Regions from separate parts of the Cricetulus griseus genome. Here region 1 is linked to region 2. A link is a contact called in public Hi-C data. All regions are on one chromosome and are shown on one strand. The core of a region is the stretch at or near the end of the contact, and the rest is flanking DNA. Distances in the headings are between cores, read along the strand shown.

What was found. Hi-C and Micro-C count contacts between places; a contact is called where the count stands out from the background.
Region 1: a contact with region 2 is called in a Hi-C map of fibroblasts, with 3 times the contacts expected there. The contact joins the promoter of Qki here to the enhancer-like site in region 2. A contact is called at or near these places in 3 of 8 Hi-C or Micro-C datasets (the CHK-Q cell line, fibroblasts and liver).

The regions. Positions count from the first base shown.
Region 1 is chr2:290,489,141-290,492,220 of CriGri-PICRH-1.0, forward strand. It overlaps Qki (protein quaking), which reads left to right and starts at 1,554. Exons shown (of 8, transcript XR_003482378.2): 1 at 1,554-1,739.
Region 2 is chr2:290,434,648-290,437,556 of CriGri-PICRH-1.0, forward strand. No RefSeq gene overlaps it. Among named protein-coding and RNA genes, the nearest start is that of Qki, 55 kb to the right of the region's middle. Within about 2 kb of position 1,299, at least 3 of the 6 cell types and tissues checked have open chromatin away from gene starts, as enhancers often do. A contact at or near this core is called in fibroblasts, where this site is marked.

The sequences.
Region 1 (3,080 bases), core at 304-2,803, 55 kb after region 2:
TGCGGGCGGCTCGGCAGCCGAGGAGGCTGGGTCCCTGCTCGGTTCCTCTCCTCTCCGACCGCAGCCGTGCCGTGAGGAGAACGGGACCACGCGTCATGCCGCCCGCCTGCCCGTGGGTGCGCACGCGTGTCCCGTCTCCGCCTACGGTTCGGGTGCCGCGAGGCCCGTCACGCGTGGGGTATGGCTCCCGGGGACACCTCACGGGAGCCCCGCAGCGGGCGATGCTGCGGCGCGGTCGCCCACGCGCGCCAGCTCAGCCGGCCGCCCACCGGCATCACGAGCGGGATGCGGACTCGTCTGCGCCTGGTCCGACGGCCGGGTCCCCCACCCCGCCCGCCCCGCCGGGTGGGCGCCGCGCCAGAACGGTTCCGGCCCGCTTCTCGGTCCAGAGGCCACCGCCGCTGCCCCCCCTCGCCCCCCACGCAGGCGCGCTCTCCGGCCGATAGGGCGGGGCGACCCTCGGAAGGGGCGTGGCCACAGCCCTCGACGCGCGCACGCGCCCTCGGCCTCACGGCTACGTGTCGGGCCACGTGATGCCCACCCGAGAGTGCCCCCAGTGAAGCAACAGGACGTTAAAAAAAAAAAAAATTCTCCTTTTTTTCTTTTCCTGAGGGGTGGCGAGGAAGGTGGACGAAGAGGTTTTAAAAAAAAAAAGAGAGAGAAAAAAATCCCCTCAAACTATAGTAACGCGCCGAGAGGCGAGGCCAGGGCGGCGGCGAGCGCAGCGCCCGCGCATAGTCCCGCCGGAATTCCTCTCAGCCGACGCGCCCGACCGCGCCCGCCGCCTCAGCAACAGCGCGCCGACGAGCCAGCGCCGCCGCCCGCGTCCCCTCAGCCGCGACCCCGGCCCCGCGCAGGCCGCCGCAGCCGGCGCGCGTCCCCCTCAGCCGCGGCCCGGCCCTCGGCCACCAGCCGGCCGTCCGTCCGTCCCGCCCGAGCGGCCAGGGGCAGGGGCGCCGGCGGCGGCGGGGGGCGGGAGCGCGCCTAGCCCCGTAACGGCCGCCCTGCGCGCCCGGCCCGCCGCCCGCCCCCGGCCCTGCCCGCGCCCCTCCCCCCGCCGCCGCCGGCAGCGCCGCCTGAACTGAGGCGAACTCCGCCGCCAAGTGAGTGAGGAGGAGGAGAGCCGCGGAGGAAGAGGAGGAGCGGCAGTCGGAGCGGCGGCGGCGGCGGCGGCAACGCGGGGGCGCCGCGGCGGACAGCACCGCAGACTCGCGAGCTTCGGCGCAGGCGGCGCGACCGGCCGACGAGCGGCCCCTCGACTCCTCGCGGCGCAGCGGCCCCGCGCCGCGCTCGGCCCCGAGACCCGCCTCCGCCGCCGGCCTCGCGAGGGGAGCCGCGCCGGGCGGCCGAGGAGCGGCGGCCGCGGCGCGTCGGGCCGGGCGAAAGTGCCTGCGGGGGGGCGGGCGGGCGCGCGGAGCCGGCCGCCCCGGGGCTCGGCGCGGGAGCCGGAGCGGAGTCGGCGCGGAGCGGGACGCCGCGTCCGAGCGGCCGGCGGCCGGAGCTCGCCCCGCCCCTCCCTCCTCTCCTCCTCCTCTCTCCTCCTCCGGCGGCGCGCGGCGGCGGCGGCGCGGGCGGAGTGAGCTGCGGAGCCTGGAATATGGTCGGGGAAATGGAAACGAAGGAGAAGCCGAAGCCCACCCCAGATTACTTGATGCAGCTGATGAACGACAAGAAGCTCATGAGCAGCCTGCCCAACTTCTGCGGGATCTTCAACCACCTCGAGCGGCTGCTGGACGAAGGTGAGCCTCTCGACCCCCGCGGGCGAGCGGGCGGGCGCGGCGGCCCGGGATGGCGGGGCGGCGGGAAGGTCAGGCGGGCGGGCGCACAAAGGCGGCGCGGGCGGCTCGCGGCGGGTCGGGGCCAGGGCCGGGGCAGGCCCGAGGGCGGACCCGGAGCTCGCGGGCGGCAGGGCGGCGGGGCGGCGGGGCTGCGGCCAGCTCCCGACGGCGCGGCAGATAGACACCCCGCCATCCCGACCGATCTGGCCGGGCCACGCGAGCTCTGCCTCGCCTCGCCCGCGGGGCCCCGGCTGGGGGTGCCCGTCTCAGTGGAGTTGTGTGGCCCGCGGTACAGGAGTGGACTCTTCGGGTGTCCACAGATTACGTAGGGTACCGAAAAGTAGTGCTTATGTGGCCGAAGGCGAGCACGAGCTGACACAGAGCACAGCACTTTTTTTGTCCTTTGTTTAGGGAAGCGAGAACTGTTTGGGAGTTTAACTTCACTTTTTTTTTTTTTTTTTGGGTGGCGGGGGGAGGAGTATGAAATACCGCGATGACAGACCTGAACGGAATCCGAGTTCGGAAGAACTCACTGGGGCGGAGGGTTAGCTCCAGGCGTAGCCGCCCGCGTCCCTGGGGCGGGGAGCTGGAAGTTTGAAAGGACGGGAATAAAATAGAGCGCAAGTTTGCAGAAGCCGAGTTGGGAGCGCTGCAGGGAGCGAAGAGTGGCTAGAAGATGCATGCTGGTCAGCTCTGGCAGTCCTCTAAGAACTTCTCTCAGCAGCGACCTGGAGTGTTAGTTCCCAGGAGCCGTGGGTTTCCGCGGATTCCCGGGGCGGCCTGTGGGGCAGGAGGACCAACAAGTCCGCTTTGAAAACCGTGTAGCGGGGAGTTTCCCTTTTGTTTTTAAAAGTCTCCAGGCGGGGGGCTGTCTGAAGGAAGCGGAAAACTGTGCTGATGTGCGGATGAACAGTGGATTTTAGCATCTTGAGAAGAATCTCGAAATATTTTCAAATACAGCTAGAGAAATCAAAATTTATGCTCAAGGAGCAGGCATATCAGGGAAGAACAAAAGACTTTGAATACCTCCGAGCTAAGAGCGAGCTTCTTTTGGGTGGGGAGCCATAGGCAGGACTTGAGGCAGAAAGCGCTCAGTTATGACGCCTGAACATGCATACAACAGTAACAAGTCGAAAGGGACATTTCCTACTTTTGGGTCCGCGTGTCTGTTAGTCTCAGACGCCTCGGAGGAAAGTTGTGCTGCCCCTTTAAGGGGTTTTGCCTATTTGTGTTGGCATTTGAAAGATTGTGGAGGCAGAAAACTTTCTGGAATGTCAAAAAAAAAAAAAAAAAAAAAAAAAA
Region 2 (2,909 bases), core at 49-2,548:
AGCACTTTACAGACTAAGCCATCTCCCAAACGGCCTAAGGACTCTTGTTAATATGTCAGTGTGGCCACCTCCATGGAAGAATAGTGGATAGATGCGAGAGAACACAACAGTCCCTAAACCATGGCTGCCCAGGGGACTAGAGAGGCCTTCGTAGTGTAGAAGGCTGATCACCTCTCCTGCCCTCTGCACTCTGTCAGAGCCCGCAATGACAGGGAAAGATACTGTTCAAGGATTCCTTGGCTGCAGGGCTCAGTGCTTGGATCCCAACAATGTCATATCAGAACAGCCCTAAAAATAAGGTCTTATGTCAGGAGCCACCAGGCCAAGAGCCAGACACATGGGGCAGAAAAAGAATCCAAACCCCAGCAGCAATGGTCAGTGTTGTTTCCTTTCCTGGGGACACTGTGGAGCAGTGTGCCCACAGAGGGTCAACTCTGGCTTCAGATGTACCCCGCTGTACTCACTTTCCAGGGACCATCTTATCCCAGGAATCCCTGGGCCCGAACTCCCAGGCCAGTGTTCATCTGGTGAGTCTGAGGGGTGGCTGGACAGCTGCCAGGACTCTGATCACCTCCAGGCCTGTCAGCATCTCCGCTGACCTCTATCTCTTCTCACAAAAAGCCGCCTCTGGGCCTGGTCAGGGACAGAAGGAAGACTAGGACATGTGTCCTCGGGTGCATGGGAGCCTACAGGCTAGCCCACTCCCTAAATGCCCAGAGAGAAGCTGCAGGTTGGCCAGACCCAGCCTGCTGCCGGCCGTCACTAGGAACATTTTTATTTTCTGATTGTTAACATGTTGGGAGCTGTAGAGGCTCATAAGACAGCCAAGTGGTTATGAGCTCAAAGGCTTTGTGAGAGATTTTCTCTGAGGACTCGTTAATGTGATGTTTTAATGGAATACTCCCCAATCTGAATCCTGCACTGGAGCTTTTAATAGAGCTGATAAGCGCTGGGCAGAGCATGTGGCAGAGCAGACATGCCGGACACCCTCCTCACCAGGGAGGTGACAGGGTAGAGAAAAAGAGGAATGATAGGGCAGTCTAAAGACAGGAGTTCACAGACCGACATTAAAAACCCACAAACAGGGTAGAAATAGCACCCCATCTGCAGGGAAGCTTAATGGGGTAGTTAAAGACACATTCCGGTGCCCAAGCTCCTTGGAACGGGCTCTCAGAACTGCCATTAACTTGGATAAAACCCATAAATTAACCCAACCATGAACATAAGCACAGCCCACTCCACCCCCTGCTACCCCACCCTGGGGCCTAAAATACTCAGGCAATTCTTGCCAGGTGACTCATGAGACTTCCTGGGCCCACCCCGCTGGCCTATAGCCCCGCCCCCCAGCAGTATAGACATGGCTGAGGGAATCTCCTGGTATTTTTGGAAGACAGCTGTTGGCTTTTCTAATCAAGAGTCTGAGAGGCAAAGGAACAAAGTGGGCTAGGCATGGTGACTGGAGTTAGCAAACAAGGGTAGAGGAATGCTGCTTGGATGACCCAGGAACATGCCCTGGTTCAGGGCAAGGATGGACAGATGGGTAATTGAGGAGTGTCCACCTGCATGTGAGGGCAGAGGTGGCCATTTTCTCAGTTCTCACCAGAAATCTCAGAGATGAAATGAAGGCTTTCTCTCCCCTGGTGTTCAACTCACAGACTACCATGTATGTGGCAGCCCCCAGGGAATGTACTAAATCCTGGAGCCACAAGTCTCTTTGGCCAGTGTAAGCCACACCTCCAAACTCTCCCTGTCTTCCTGAGACTGGGATCCATTTTATCTTGAAATGTTACATATTTCTTCATGGAAATAGAGAAAGGATGGAGTAGAAGAGATTTGGTGAAACAAGATTGGTGAATACCAAATGTTCTGATTGGACTCTAATATACACAAACACACCCAAAAAAAAGAGTCAGTGTGGAGGGGCCTGGAGAGATGGCTCAGGGATTAAGAGTCAGTGTGGAGGGGCCTGGAGAGATGGCTCAGGGGTTAAGAGTCAGTGTGGAGATGCAAACCTATAATCCCAGAATTCAGGAACCAAGGCAGGATGATCAGAAGTGCAAGGCCTGCCTTAGCTACCAGAGAACTTGTTCCTTCCCAGTGGCGGGAGGAGAGGAGCTTGTTAAAACTCAGGAAGTAATCAGGAAGTACCTGAAATTTACAAGGATCTGGGAGGAAATCCCAGGAGGCCCCTAAAACTTAAAAAATTCACAAGGTTCAACCCCAAGGTTATAGAAGAAATTAACGGCGGGGGGGGGGGGTGAGAGACTCTGCAGCCTACCCAGCTGCTTGCAAGTCATGAACAGAACTCCAGGGCTGCAGCTCCTATGTGTTGTCACCCAGGCTGGGGTAGGATTTTTTTCAGAGATTCAGCTGTCTTTATGTCACCCATGCTCCTGTGAGTAACCCCAATAAACACACAGGTTCATGAAGCTAGACTTTGATAGAACTGCTTCTGAGGTCTGTTGCAGGTGCTCTATTGCTGGCGCCCTACCTAGAGCAAGCAGACACTTGATTACATCTCTTGAGGGAAGTCACACAGCAAAGCCTGCCTCAACAGCAAAATCCTTAAAAGATTTGCAATGAAGAAACTCATTTAACTTTATTTAATCCAACCTTTCCAAAATTTATTTGTCTGAAATGAACACTTTTCTGTTTTTTTGTTTTTTTTTTCTTTTTTCAAAATGTTCTGGGTAGAATAATATCCCTTCCCAGGATGTCCACATCCTTAAAACCTAAGTCTGTGACTACGACACCTTATGTGGATGAGAAGACCTTGCTTTGTGATTGAGAGAAGGGGAAGTAATAGTGCTAGCTAGGTTTTTGTTGTTTGTTTTGTTGGGGATTTTTTGTTTGTTTTTTGTTTTGGTTTGGGTTTTTTCAGTCAACTTGACACAAGCTAGAATCATCTG